2 separate regions of the Mus musculus genome follow, and region 1 is linked to region 2. A link is a contact called in public HiChIP or PLAC-seq data. All regions are on one chromosome and are shown on one strand. Each heading gives the region's core, a stretch centred on a gene start, on an enhancer-like site or on the middle of the called end of the contact. The rest is flanking DNA. Distances are from core to core; before and after follow the strand shown. Region 1 overlaps Pan3 (PAN3 poly(A) specific ribonuclease subunit). Region 2 holds the start of Flt3 (FMS-like tyrosine kinase 3).

The links. HiChIP or PLAC-seq counts read pairs in DNA pulled down with a chosen protein or histone mark.
Region 1: an H3K4me3 HiChIP or PLAC-seq map of the 230-238 cell line shows a contact between it and region 2, with 24 read pairs. The contact joins the enhancer-like site here to the promoter of Flt3 in region 2. A contact is called at or near these places in 1 of 39 promoter capture datasets (trophoblast stem cells), 1 of 15 datasets of contacts at CTCF or cohesin (the NIH/3T3 cell line), 2 of 484 Hi-C or Micro-C datasets (erythroblasts and nephron progenitors), 2 of 115 datasets of contacts at active chromatin or transcription factors (the 230-238 cell line and embryonic stem cells) and 2 of 9 other capture datasets (embryonic stem cells and macrophages).

The regions. Positions count from the first base shown.
Region 1 is chr5:147,472,250-147,477,907 of GRCm38.p6, forward strand. All of the region lies in intron 4 of Pan3 (PAN3 poly(A) specific ribonuclease subunit), which reads left to right. Among named protein-coding and RNA genes, the nearest start is that of Pan3, 45 kb to the left of the region's middle. Within about 2 kb of position 1,857, at least 27 of the 459 cell types and tissues checked have an H3K27ac peak or open chromatin away from gene starts, as enhancers often do. A contact at or near this core is called in the 230-238 cell line, where this site is marked.
Region 2 is chr5:147,397,770-147,404,189 of GRCm38.p6, forward strand. It overlaps Flt3 (FMS-like tyrosine kinase 3), which reads right to left and starts at 2,720. Exons shown (of 24, transcript NM_010229.2): 1 at 2,451-2,720. The coding sequence starts at 2,496. Gm26597 (predicted gene, 26597) reads left to right here and starts at 1,785. Exons shown (of 2, transcript NR_165432.1): 1 at 1,785-2,130; 2 at 3,018-4,150.

The DNA.
Region 1 (5,658 bases), core at 607-3,106, 74 kb after region 2:
CTGGGCCATCTCTCCAGCCTGTGTCTGAATATCTGATTGGGTTTTGTTTTTAAGATCTGTTGCTGCCTTCCTTTTCTGGGCCGTCCTTTCTGTCTACATACATTGTGTTTGACTTGGATGGGCTCTTGCTTTTTTGGGGAGGAAGGTGGTTCATAACACAGGCACTGGAACGTGTTACTGAGTCTCTGTACTTCTGTTACACTGTCTCATTGTAAGTGGGGCCTGAACGTGTTTCTTTTCTCTCAGGAGATGGTGTTAATGTGGCCTTCCCAGGGAGCACTGTTAAGTCTGGAGGAAATAGACATATCTCACTGTTCTCTAGTAGTTCTTAGTTGAAAGTTTTTCTATTTTTGGGTGATTTTCTTTAATCTGTTTGTCGTTTTCCACTGAATTGTGCACTATTTGAAACTATACTTTTTTTCTCAAATTATTTTGGTCATTATTGTAAACATCACTTTGATTTTCTTTTACTGAGCAGTTATGTGTAATTTTGTAGTAATTATTCTAAAACCATATGTATATATAGGTGTTAGTGTGTGTGTGTGTCATGCATGCATGGGTACATACACCTATGTGTGTGCTTTTGGAGCCAGAAGTTGACATTGGTGTCATTCTTCATATCTGTTTGCTTTATTTTAGTTTTTATAAGAATTATTTTACGTGTACAGTTGTTTGCATGTATGGATGTGTGCTTGGTGACCATGTTTCATCTTGTAAGAATCTGATGCCTACTTGAATGACAGGATTGAGTGATGTAAAGCTCTATAAAATGTTTGTGGTATTAGAGATTAGAATTTGCCTGAAAGTACTGATGTATTAAAGGCATTCATGCTGCCTCAGAAGTTTTAAAATAGTTATGAACCATAAGTTTTTCGCATTACTGTGATAGTAGCTTATCTGGTAAAATGATGAAATGCATGAAGACTGTTGGGTTTGTGCTGGGTCCGGCATGGCTGCATAAGGGGAGGTGTGACACAGTTCCTGCCCCTGGAGCATTACCAGGCTGTTGATCGTCACGGTCCCCACACGTGCTGATGGATGCTGTTGCCCTCAAGCTGATCTGCTGTCTTTACTACTTTACTTTCAGTCTCTCTCTGGGGAATATACTTCCCCCGTTGCCATAATCAATGAAACAGATGTGGTTCTCAGGAGTGAGGAATGGAGGTGGTCATGAGGCTGAGGAGGATGAGGAGCATGCCTTCTGCTTGGCCTTTAGGGCCATGGGAAAGGATCTAGACAACATAACCACAGAGGCCATAAAAGCCTACGTGGTCCTTTGTTGAAATAGTTCATTGCCAGACTTGGCCTTGAATTTAAAATCGTGAGGAGATACAGGTACCCTCTGGTCCAATGACTGCTGCATTAATTAGCCAGGGTGAACTTGGGGACATCAAGGACAGAATTAAAGTGGTCTCAAGAAGAAAAGGCACGGATAGAAAAAAATAGTAATCTATAAAATATGAGTGAACGATAGACAGTTTTATAGGAGAAAGACTTATGATGTATAATTTAGAACAAATGGTACTAGAAGGAGAGTACATGAGGGCATTGGAATTGCTAGGATAGGAAGCAAAGATTAGAGAAATAAAAAGATGATAGATAAGCATATAAAAAGTTAGTACTTTGTTCTTCTGGCTACTTGAAGAGTTGGAGTTGATAGTGCCTGGAGAGACAAAGAGCTCACTGTGTTACTTAACCTAAAGTTTAAAACTTTGTAAGGAATCATTTTAACTTTAGTAGTATATCATCTTTCGATTTTCCATGAAAATAGTTACTAAAAGACTGCTGTCTGCTGTACCAAGAAACCGCAAGAGCTGTGCCTAGCTAGCCGTGAAGAACAGGCTATGTAAAACCTATGAGGAAATGTGCTTTTGCTTTGTGTTTAGTTTCTGCTCTAAGGGAGTGAGGCTTGGGACTATTGATCTGAGACTCAATAGAATTTATGTAAATGTAAGAATTTTAAATATTATGAACAATGAGCAAAGCCTTGATGATATAATTTAAAAAATAAAAGACTGGGTTTAGGCTCTCTGGTCAGAAAGGAAAAGAAGGAAAATGATGAGAATCCTCAGGGAACAGAGAGCACCTGAACTGACAGCTTGCATCTGCTACTGACCCTGAGTCATTACTGAATCAGCACCACTCCCATCCCTGCCTCTCTCAGGACCCTTCTCACGCTGAGGCTGGACCTTGGCAGGTTTGTGAGAGGATCCATTTGATTTCCTTGTCTACTTGTCAGTATCTCCTTTGATGTAACTTCACCCTCTTGAGACCTACTTCATAAGTAGGTGCACGTTAGTGTTATGGATCACAGATCCTTCTGTGAGTGCTTTCTCTAACTGGTGCTTCTTTTAGGAACTCAGAGAAGTTTTGGAAGCTCCTTAGATATGCTTAGTTCTTTAGTTACTCACTAGGTTAGAGTGCTACTTCAGGTAGGTTTTAGTCTTTAGGGCCCAGGGATAGGAATATTATAGATTTTGATGGAATAGACTGGAATTAGTAAGTGTAAGAGTTTGCTTATATTAGGTTATATATTATTAGGTTAGAGTTCCTTGGGACTTTGGAGAGTTAGAGAACTGCAGTGACTGCAGTCCCTTGAAGTGAATGCAGTGCTCTCTGCCTCCATCCCCTTAGCACTGTCTCCATCTCCCCATTCCCTTTCCCTGATTCTACCCAGCCTGCTGTTTCCTGGTAAGTAATGGCCAGTGAACCTGGGAGATTCTTATTCAGACCCTTTGGTGCTGTGGTTTGTGTTCTCTCCTGGTACAGGATGCCTTGGAATCTGGCTTTACTGCTGTTTGCAGATCTTTGCTTTGGCTTTTCAAGAACTTCTTCCTGTAGAAAGATTTCTTCCTTCTAACTTATAAATATGCCATGTTTATCTTCTATTATCTTGGTAACCAGCAAGAAAGAATACTACATAAGGAAAGGGCTCATATGTCTGGGCAACTGTGCAGCAGATTTGGGAGCCTAGTTCCTACTTGTGTGAGCTCCTTTCATGCCTTTCGTTCATCCCTTAGCTGAAGTTTGCACTTTCACCAGTCACTTGAAAATAATTTTGATAAGGCTATCTACTAGTTAGAAGTTAATGGCATTTGTATTAGTTAGCTTTTTGTTGCTGTGATAAATACCACACCCAAAAGTAATTTAGTAAAGAAAGGGTTCATTTTGGCTTTTGGTTCTAGAGGTTTAGAGCACATGAGTGGTGAGGAGGGCATGTTAGTTAGCAAGTACATAACATTTTCATCTGCATACATGGGAAGCAGAGAACAGGAAATGTTGTAAAATTTCAAAGCATGCCCTTAGTGACATAGTTCCTTTATCAAAGGCTCCAGTTTCTAAAGGTTCTTTCACTGCCACCCCTAAACAGTACCACCAGCTTGCTAGCTAGAGCTAAGTGTCGAAGTACATGAGCCTGTAGTGCATCAGCTTGCAACCTGTAGGTTTCAACCTCTTTGGGGGTCTTTCACAGGACCCTTTTACAGGGGCAGCCTTAGACCGTGTGCATATCAGATATTTTACATTACAGTTCTTAACAGTAGCAAAGTTACAGTTAGAAAATAGCAACAAAGTAAATTTTTGGTGGAAGGCCACCACAACACGAGGAACTGTATCATTGGGAAGGTGGAGAACCACTGCTCTAGGGGAACATTTCTTATTCATTTGGCTACACTCTGCTCCGTATTCTCCATAGGCATGGCCATATCATGATGCAGATGGATTTAGTCTAATTTTAGATGCCCTTGGAGTGTTTGACAATTTCAACGCTGTTCAAAAGCCCAAAGTCTCTTCTGACACAATGATCTCTTAACTATCATTAAAAAAAAAAAAGAAAAGAAAGCAAATTATATATTTCCAACATACAATGGCATAGAATATACTATAATAAATGGGAGCACAGCCAGGAAAAACTGGACCAACACAAGGCTGAAACCCAGAAGGGTAAATAGAAAATTCTGTAGCTCCATGACTGGTTCTAGGTGTTTAGTTGCAAAGGGCTTATTACTTAGATGACTGCACTTCTGGCTTCGTTATCTGCAACATGCATCTCTCTTTCGGGCTTGTTTTACTTTCTGTCTACAGCTAGAGAGATGAGTTAGTGTCAGAAGTGGAAGAAGTAACGGTTAGGGGCCAGGTCAAAAAGAAGACACCAGGCAGTGGTGGTGCACGCCTTTAATCCCAGCACTTGGGAAGCAGAGGCAGGCGGATTTCTGAGTTCAAGGCCAGTCTGATCTACAGAGTGAGTTCCAGGACAGCCAGGGTTACACAGAGAAACCCTGTCCTCCCCCCCCCCCCCCCAAAAAAAAAGCTAGGTTTTCCGGAGTCTGGAGAGATGGCTCATCGGTTAAGAGCACTGACTACTCTTCCAGAGGTCCTGAGTTCAATTCTCAGCAACCACATGGTGGCTCACAACCATTCGTAATAAGATCTGATGCCCTCTTCTGATGTGTCTGAAGACAGCTACAGTGTACTCACATAAATAAAATAAACAAATAAATCTTTAAAAAAAAAAGAAAAGGAAAAAAAAGAAAAGAAAAGATAAGATAAGGGTTTTCAAATACAAAACGAGTGAAGGGCATATTAAGGGAAGTAGAATGTTTCTGGTGTAATTTCAGGAGAAGGCTAGTAAAGTGGTGTGGTTACTGAGTGTGGCACTGGTCACTGCTGATTACTCTTATTTAGGGTGACAACAACAAAGAGCAATGAGTAGGGCAGGGAGAAATAACCGTGCTTACTGTAATTGCAGCCATGCATATAGCACGTGACTTGGTTGCACCTTTAAGGTTTTCCTGTACAGAGGCACATAGTGTATGTAGTGTTTTCTCCCTGCCCCACTTGATTCTCTTGCCTTCTCAGAGAGCCCTTTTGCAGATGGCCCACCTTTAGTACTTGGCCTGCTCTAGTCACATTTGATTTCCAAATCCTTCCTTCAGTTGTCTGTAGTCAGTCTTCCTTAGTATATGATTTATAGAAACTGTTCATCTGCATGGCCCAGAACATGGAACTGAGGATCAGCGCATTCTCCCTCAGGCGCATCGCTGCTCTCTGCGCGGTTGCACAGTCAGAAATGGTTGCGTGCACACCTAGCTTGGTTATAAATACCTGTCGGTGCTCTTCGTTGTGGCTTCCTCTAGACTCTGCTGTCTTTGTCATGTCCTTCTTCCACTGATGAGAACTCTGTGTCCTTCCCTCTGTGTCCTTCCTTCTCAGTTATCTTCATTTTTACTGTTACCGATGGTTTCTTACCTTGTTTCCTGCTCTTCTTAAGTACCTTCCTGTTTATCTGACCTTGCTCCTCTCATCTTTGCCTATCTGTTTATTATAGGAAGAGAAGTTGAGGTCTTCTGTCCATGTTGTAGCTTACTACCAAAGCCTGTTGGAAGACCATGCCCCTCAGGCTTCCCTGCCTTCGGGCCTCCTTTTTAGACATCCATACTATATGGCCTACCCTTATGTCTAACTTGGTTTAATTTGCTTGTCCTTTCGTATTCAAATTATGCTATTGTCTGAGTTGTAGCATTAGACACCCGCTTTCCCCTTAGAACTTTATTGTAGTCAATTATTTATATCACAGGCAAATTGTAGGTAGTGTAGTGTAGGTACTTGTGTTAAGAGTCCCGGATGTTCTGGGCTCTTGGAAACAGACTTCCATTTGGA
Region 2 (6,420 bases), core at 1,470-3,969:
GCTTCAGACCAAGAACCAGCTCATCAAAGAGAAGTGTGTCACAGTCAGCGAGGCTGGAAGGGCAGAGCTGTCTAAGCTTTTGACATCAGACAGAGCACAGGATTTGGAGTTTGCCCTTCAGTCTTGCTTTGATCCAGTATTTCTTCACTACATTCTCGTTTTCACATTCCAAATGAAAATGTATTTTCTGTACCGTTGTATGTTGGAAGTACACACTTTGCTTTTGGGCTTTTGATTTTACAGGGAATTACAATTAAGAGACTGCCTTGAGTCTCAGAAGGGACTCTGAACTTTTAAACTGTGTTGAGAGTCTATGGGGACTTTCACTTGATCTTAGCCAAAAGGCCGAGAAGCGATCTATGGGGACTTTCAAAGTAGGATTAAATGCGCTTTGCATGATGACAGGGCTAAAAGCCAGCAAGTGGGGGCCAGGGAGTGTACTGTCCCGTTCTGAGGAAGAATGGCCCCCTTAGGCTCATCTGTTTGAATGCTTGTGCCACAGATATAAAACCAATTGGGAAGGATTGGGTGTGGCCTTGATGGAGTAGGTATGTCATTAGGGGTAGACTTTGAGGTTTCAAAAGCCCAAGCCATTCCCAGTTAGCTTTCTGTGTCTCATGCTTGTGGGTCTAGATCTGAGCTCTCAGCTACTGCTCCAGCACAGCCTGCCTACCATGTCTGTGTCAGCCCCGCCCCCAGAAGAGCCATGGACTCACCCTCGAAAACTGTAAGCAAACCCCCGAGAAAGTCTTTCTTTTATAAAAGTTGCTTTGGTCACAGTGTCTCTTTACTGCAATAGAAAAGTAGCCAAGGCAACCAATAACAACGTCAGCAACAAGACTGTGTCCTGCTGCTCTATGAACTCCTCGGCCATAATGGAAGAGACAGTCTCTCGTTTGTTGTCATATTGAAATCCTCTCTTTGAAGTAGCAGTGCCCAACACAAATAAAGCCACATGTACGTGAGGCCTGGAGTCTGAGCCCCAGCACTGAAGGAGAGGGGTGGGGTATAACAGTGATTTGCTCTTTGTAAATCTCACCAACTGGCAAAAGTGATATAGAGTGAGTTTGAGGAGTGGGGGTAACTTGGAAGCTGAGTCACTCTATGTCTTGACGTACAGTGGTTATGTAGGTACACTGATATATAACAACTGGGGAGTGGACACAGAAGATTTTGCACATGTGTTGCGCTTTGAATCTGGAGAGGGACTAAGACATTTCCTACGAAGGAGTTCAGTGCGGTTTGAGCATGGCTGCAAGTCCTACTCTGATTCTGAGTTACTTCCCTAGAACCCTTTAGCCCTTTAGAAAAATCATCTCTGCTATGGGAAAGTCACTAATCTAATCTCATACACAGCCAAAGCTAACCATTTTGCATTAATAGAGCCTGAAAAGAAAAGCACGCCACGCCATGCGTTTGAGATGTCCCTGTGCATCAACTCGCTTAAGAAAGGTACAGCGTTCTCCCCATCCTTTTCCTTTATAGCCTACATTTTTTAATTTTATCATCTTTTTTTTTAAAGTAATTGGAAACCGTTTCTGCTCATTTAATGTTGCAAAATGTTTTCTCTATTTGTCACGGAAGGTTCAAGCCAGAATCCTAAATGTTGGAAATGAAGGGGAAATAGGCCACTGGGCAGACTGAGGCCAAGCCAGGAGTGCCTCAGAAGGCTGCAAAACTAGGGCAGGGCCTGATCTCCCCCCACCCCCACCCCCGACTTCTAGAACTGTCTCCAACTCCAACTCAATCCAACCCCCTTGTCTTCCCAAACAGAAAGCTGACGCGAGACCGATTAGAACTGGGCAGAATGGGGACTTTCCCCCCTATAGTTAGTTACTATTTTCAATCACAGCTATGCTTCTACCCGAACAGGCAACTTGGGAGAGTAGTCCTAGGAGTCCTTGAAAGTGTCACTAGGGTTTAATCCTAAAATAAGAAAAGTATGGAGAGGGGAAGGGTAGCTAGTTTTTAAATTTATAAATCTGTTTTGCATAGTATTTCCAAAGTAACTAGCCACTGAGTGAAGCGAAAATTGGTACAGGTGGGGGTCGTTAGCAGGGATGACCGCTCTAGCAGAGGATGCTCGCAGTTTTCCCATTAGTTTGCTCTGTCAGCCTACATCTCAAAGAGGTGAGAACGCACCGGCTCGAGAATCTATAGTACCCAGAGGTCGGGTCAGGGAGTCTCGGGCCACCTGCGCTGCTGAAGAAGACTCTCAGAGGCTGACGGAGCATCCAAGCCCAAGCCCAGGCGCGGTGGCCTGGGGACTGAGCTGCAGAGGAGCGCTGCGGAGGAGGGTGAGGGCAGGGGTGGGCAAACCAAAGCCAAGTTCACCGCTTGAAAGGGGGGACGTGAAAGAGGGGAGTGATGCGGCGGCGAGGGGAGCGCGCGGTGGGTATGAGGGAGTGATGCGCGCTCGGCCGGGGTGCAGAGGGGGTGAGGGGCCTTACCAAGCAGCAGCAGCCGCCGGTCGCTGCGCTGCGCCAACGCCCGCATGGCCTCCGGAGCGCGCGGTAGCCAGGCCGCCGGCCCAGCCTGTGATGCGGTCCCAGCGGCGCGCCCCGGGCTGCAGGTGGCTCGCTGAAGGATGCGCGTCACTGACCACAGATTCCCTCGGACTGGTGCAGAGCAGAGGGGGAGGAACCTCTCTCCAGAGGCCGCGGCCGCTCGCTGCTAGGCGGGCTGAACTGGCGCAGTGCTGCAGCCGATCCCACGTGCCCGCCGTGGTCCCCAGCCTGCGCTCCTGGCACCGGGACTGCGGCAGGGGAGACTGGGTGCGGTTCGGCTGGGGAAGTTGCCTGGACTCCGTGGTTGAGTCCCCGGACCTCTGCTTTAAACTCCTAAGGGTGAGAAGAGTGGTGACACACAGACCTCCTTCTTCATGCGCGGGGATCTTTGATGTCCCGTGATGGGCACTGAATCGGTGCCATACACTGGTAACCCCGTGAGTTTTATTCCACATCTGGTAGATCTGCATTGTGGACTGATTTTCTTTGTCTCCCTGTCCTTTCTTATAGGATGTCCAAGATTCCCATCCACCTCCGACCCAGAAAAGCAGACGCGGTTTCAAGGTCAATAAATTAGAGAGGTTAAACAGACACCCAAACAAATTAGACCGTGCACCTCAAAGGATGTTTGGAGTTGTCACCTCCTAGTTCTGGCTTTTAGTCTCATAGTGTCTCTAGGTAACAATTATTTCCCGTGCATCAAGCTGAATATTGAAAGCACAGGATAGCAGCCCTGGCTTCCCCATGAAGGAACCCTCCTGAGCCATTTGTCCTCTGTGTCCTAGTTCTCTCCCCATAATGACGTCAGTAATATCGCTCCATCACAGCAGTCCTCCGCTCCTCATTCTTTTCATCGTTTTTCTCTTCAGGCATGACCCCTGAGAGCATACAAGCACACTAACAACACTGTTTCTCCTCCACTCAGTCCACAGCACTATCAGCCTTCCCGCTAGGGGAAACTTCAAAGTGACGTCCTCCGGGCAGCCACTGTGGAAAATGACATGGGCTTGGTGCTTTAGGCATTTTAAGGTCAGGTGCCCGACGCATGGATTCCACTTCTGGAATTGCAACAGGAGCATGAAGAAACATTCCAACATTCCTGCACACCACAGTGAGACTGTCCACTGATCAGCGGCCAGACGGAGAAATATACATATGTAAAGCAGCACATTTCATCTTTAATAGGGAGGGCAATTCCCACACAGCTACCTCTCCAGCCTATTCATGGATCTTTTTTTTTTTTTAATCATCTGATAGCTTTGTGGGGCTAGAGATGTAGCTCACCGGTAGATTGCTAGCTTAGCTCTTGCAAGGCCCGGGGTTATATCATCAGCAAGAAAAAAAGTAAAAGAAAAAGAAGAAGAAAAAGAAAAAGGGAAAGAAAAAGAAACACAGACCCAAAACCTTCCAGGTGTGGAGAGTTCACTCTCCGAGACATGTGGTGCTCAGGCTGCTGAGATGTGTATCTGTGGTTATCGGTTATTCATCTGGAACCAGAAGACAAAGCTTAGGTCCAGCCCATCCCAGGACAGTTCTCAGAGGCCAGCCTTCACTTGGGAGATCACTTCTTCAAACCAGGTTTTTGTTTGCTTAGTTTGCTTTTAGGCTTTCCCCTTTAATAAAATGGAAAGAGAAGACACCAACGCTAAGATCTTCCAGTCCTGGTACATTTGCAATTACAATAATTGACTTAAAAAAATTTCTAGAGCTGGGTTTGTTGCTATACACCCATAATGCCATGAGGCGGAGGCAGGTAGAGCATTAGTCAGCCTGGGCTACATAGCAAGACCCTATCTTAAAAAAAAGGGCCGGGCGTGGTGGCGCACACCTTTAATCCCAGCACTGGGGAGGCAGAGGCAGGCGGATTTCTGAGTTCAAGGCCAGCCTGGTCTACAAAGTGAGCTCCAGGACAGCGAAAGCTATGCAGAGAAACCCTGTCTCGAAAAACCAAAAAAAAAAAAAAAAAAAAAAAAAGGAAAGTGGAAGTAGGGAGATGGCTGAGTCAGTAAAGAGCTTGCCATACAACCATGAGGACCCCAGAACCCAGAGCACTCTTACTACTGAGCTACACCCCCAGCTCCGATAGAATCTCTTATAAGCATCACTATGAATAAAGAAGTCAGTGGCCAATGAGCTGGAGCAGGAAATAGGAGGTGGGACATCTGGGAGAAAAAGAGAGAATTCTGGGAAAGAGTTAGCCACAGGAGATTTGCCCGGAAAGCAGCCACATAGCTGAACTAATATAGAATAAGAGAGATAATTGGGTTATGAGCTAGTTGGAGAACAAGCCAAAGCTTATGGCCTAAGTATGTATTAATAATTACCCTCAGAGTCGTTATTACAGGGAACAAAGTGGTGTGGGAGAAAAAGCCCGAAGTTACAAACTCCCATTTGTTATTGAATCGGGATCTACCCTCGGAGGCCAGAAGGGGGCACTGGATCTCTTGGAACTGGAGTTATAGGCAGTTGGAACTTAACCTGAGCCAAGAAGCAGTAAGTGTTCTTTAAAAAGGAGCCATGTCGCTGGGCAGTGGTGGCACATGCCTTTAATCCCAGCACCTGGGAGTCAGAGGCAGGTGGATTTCTGAGTTCAAGGACAGCCTGGTCTACAGAGTGAGTTCCAGGACAGCCAGAGCTACACAGAGAAACCCTGTCTCGAAAAACAAACAAAAAACAAAAAAAAAGAGGGGGGGGGGGTGGCATGTCTCCATTCAGTCCCTGGAACCAATGTGAAAAAAACCAGGCATGGTGTTGAATACTTGTTTTGTTGTTGTTGTTGTTTATTTAAGATTTTATTTATTTTATGCATATGAGTACAATATTGCTGTCTTCAGACACACCAGGAGAGGGCATCGGATCCCCACTACAGATGGTTGTGAGCCATCATGTGGTTGCTGGGATTTGAACTCATGACCTCTGGAAGAGTAGTAGGTGCTCTTAACTGCTGAGCCATCTCTCCAGCCAGAATACTTGTAATCCCAGAGCTGAGAAGGCTGAAATTAAGATTCCCCACAGGGCCCTCATGGAATGCCAGCCTGGCCTCCTGGGTGAGGCCCCTGCCAGTGAGAGATCCTGACTCAAAAAAACAAGATGAGAGATAGGGAAGTAGCACAGTGGGTTAAGAGTGGTTGGTGCATAAGCCTGGGGACCTGAGTTCAAGTCCTCAGCACCCACATGTAAAGTCAGGCAAGGCGATAGTGTGCAAGAGTGTTTATACCCTCAATGCTGTATAGGGACAGGAGGTATAGAGACAGTAGGGTTGCTGGGGCTTGATGGTCACCATCCTAGCCCTGGGCTCAGTGAGAGGCACGGGAGTATATATCCATATACACCTATGTATGCACTCTATATGTGTACCACACATACACACACACACACACACACATACACACACACACCAAATAAATGCTTTTTAAAAAGAAAGTAAAATAAAAAAATAAAGGTAATCCACAGAATGGAAGAAAAAAAAAGAATACTGGGCTGGGGATATAATTCAATTGGTAAAGCTGGGCTTATTAAGCCCAGAACCACACAAACAGGGGGTGGTGGTATATGCTTGTACCAGGGTGGTGGTATACGCTTGTACCAGGGTGGTGGTATACGCTTGTACCAGGGTGGTGGTATACGCTTGTACCAGGGTGGTGGTATACGCTTGTACCAGGGTGGTGGTATACGCTTGTACCAGGGTGGTGGTATACGCTTGTACCAGGGTGGTGGTATACGCTTGTACCAGGGTGGTGGTATACGCTTGTACCAGGGTGGTGGTATATATACGCTTGTACCAGGGTGGTGGTATACGCTTGTACCAGGGTGGTGGTATACGCTTGTACCAGGGTGGTGGTATATATACGCTTGTACCAGGGTGGTGGTATACGCTTGTACCAGGGTGGTGGTATACGCTTGTACCAGGGTG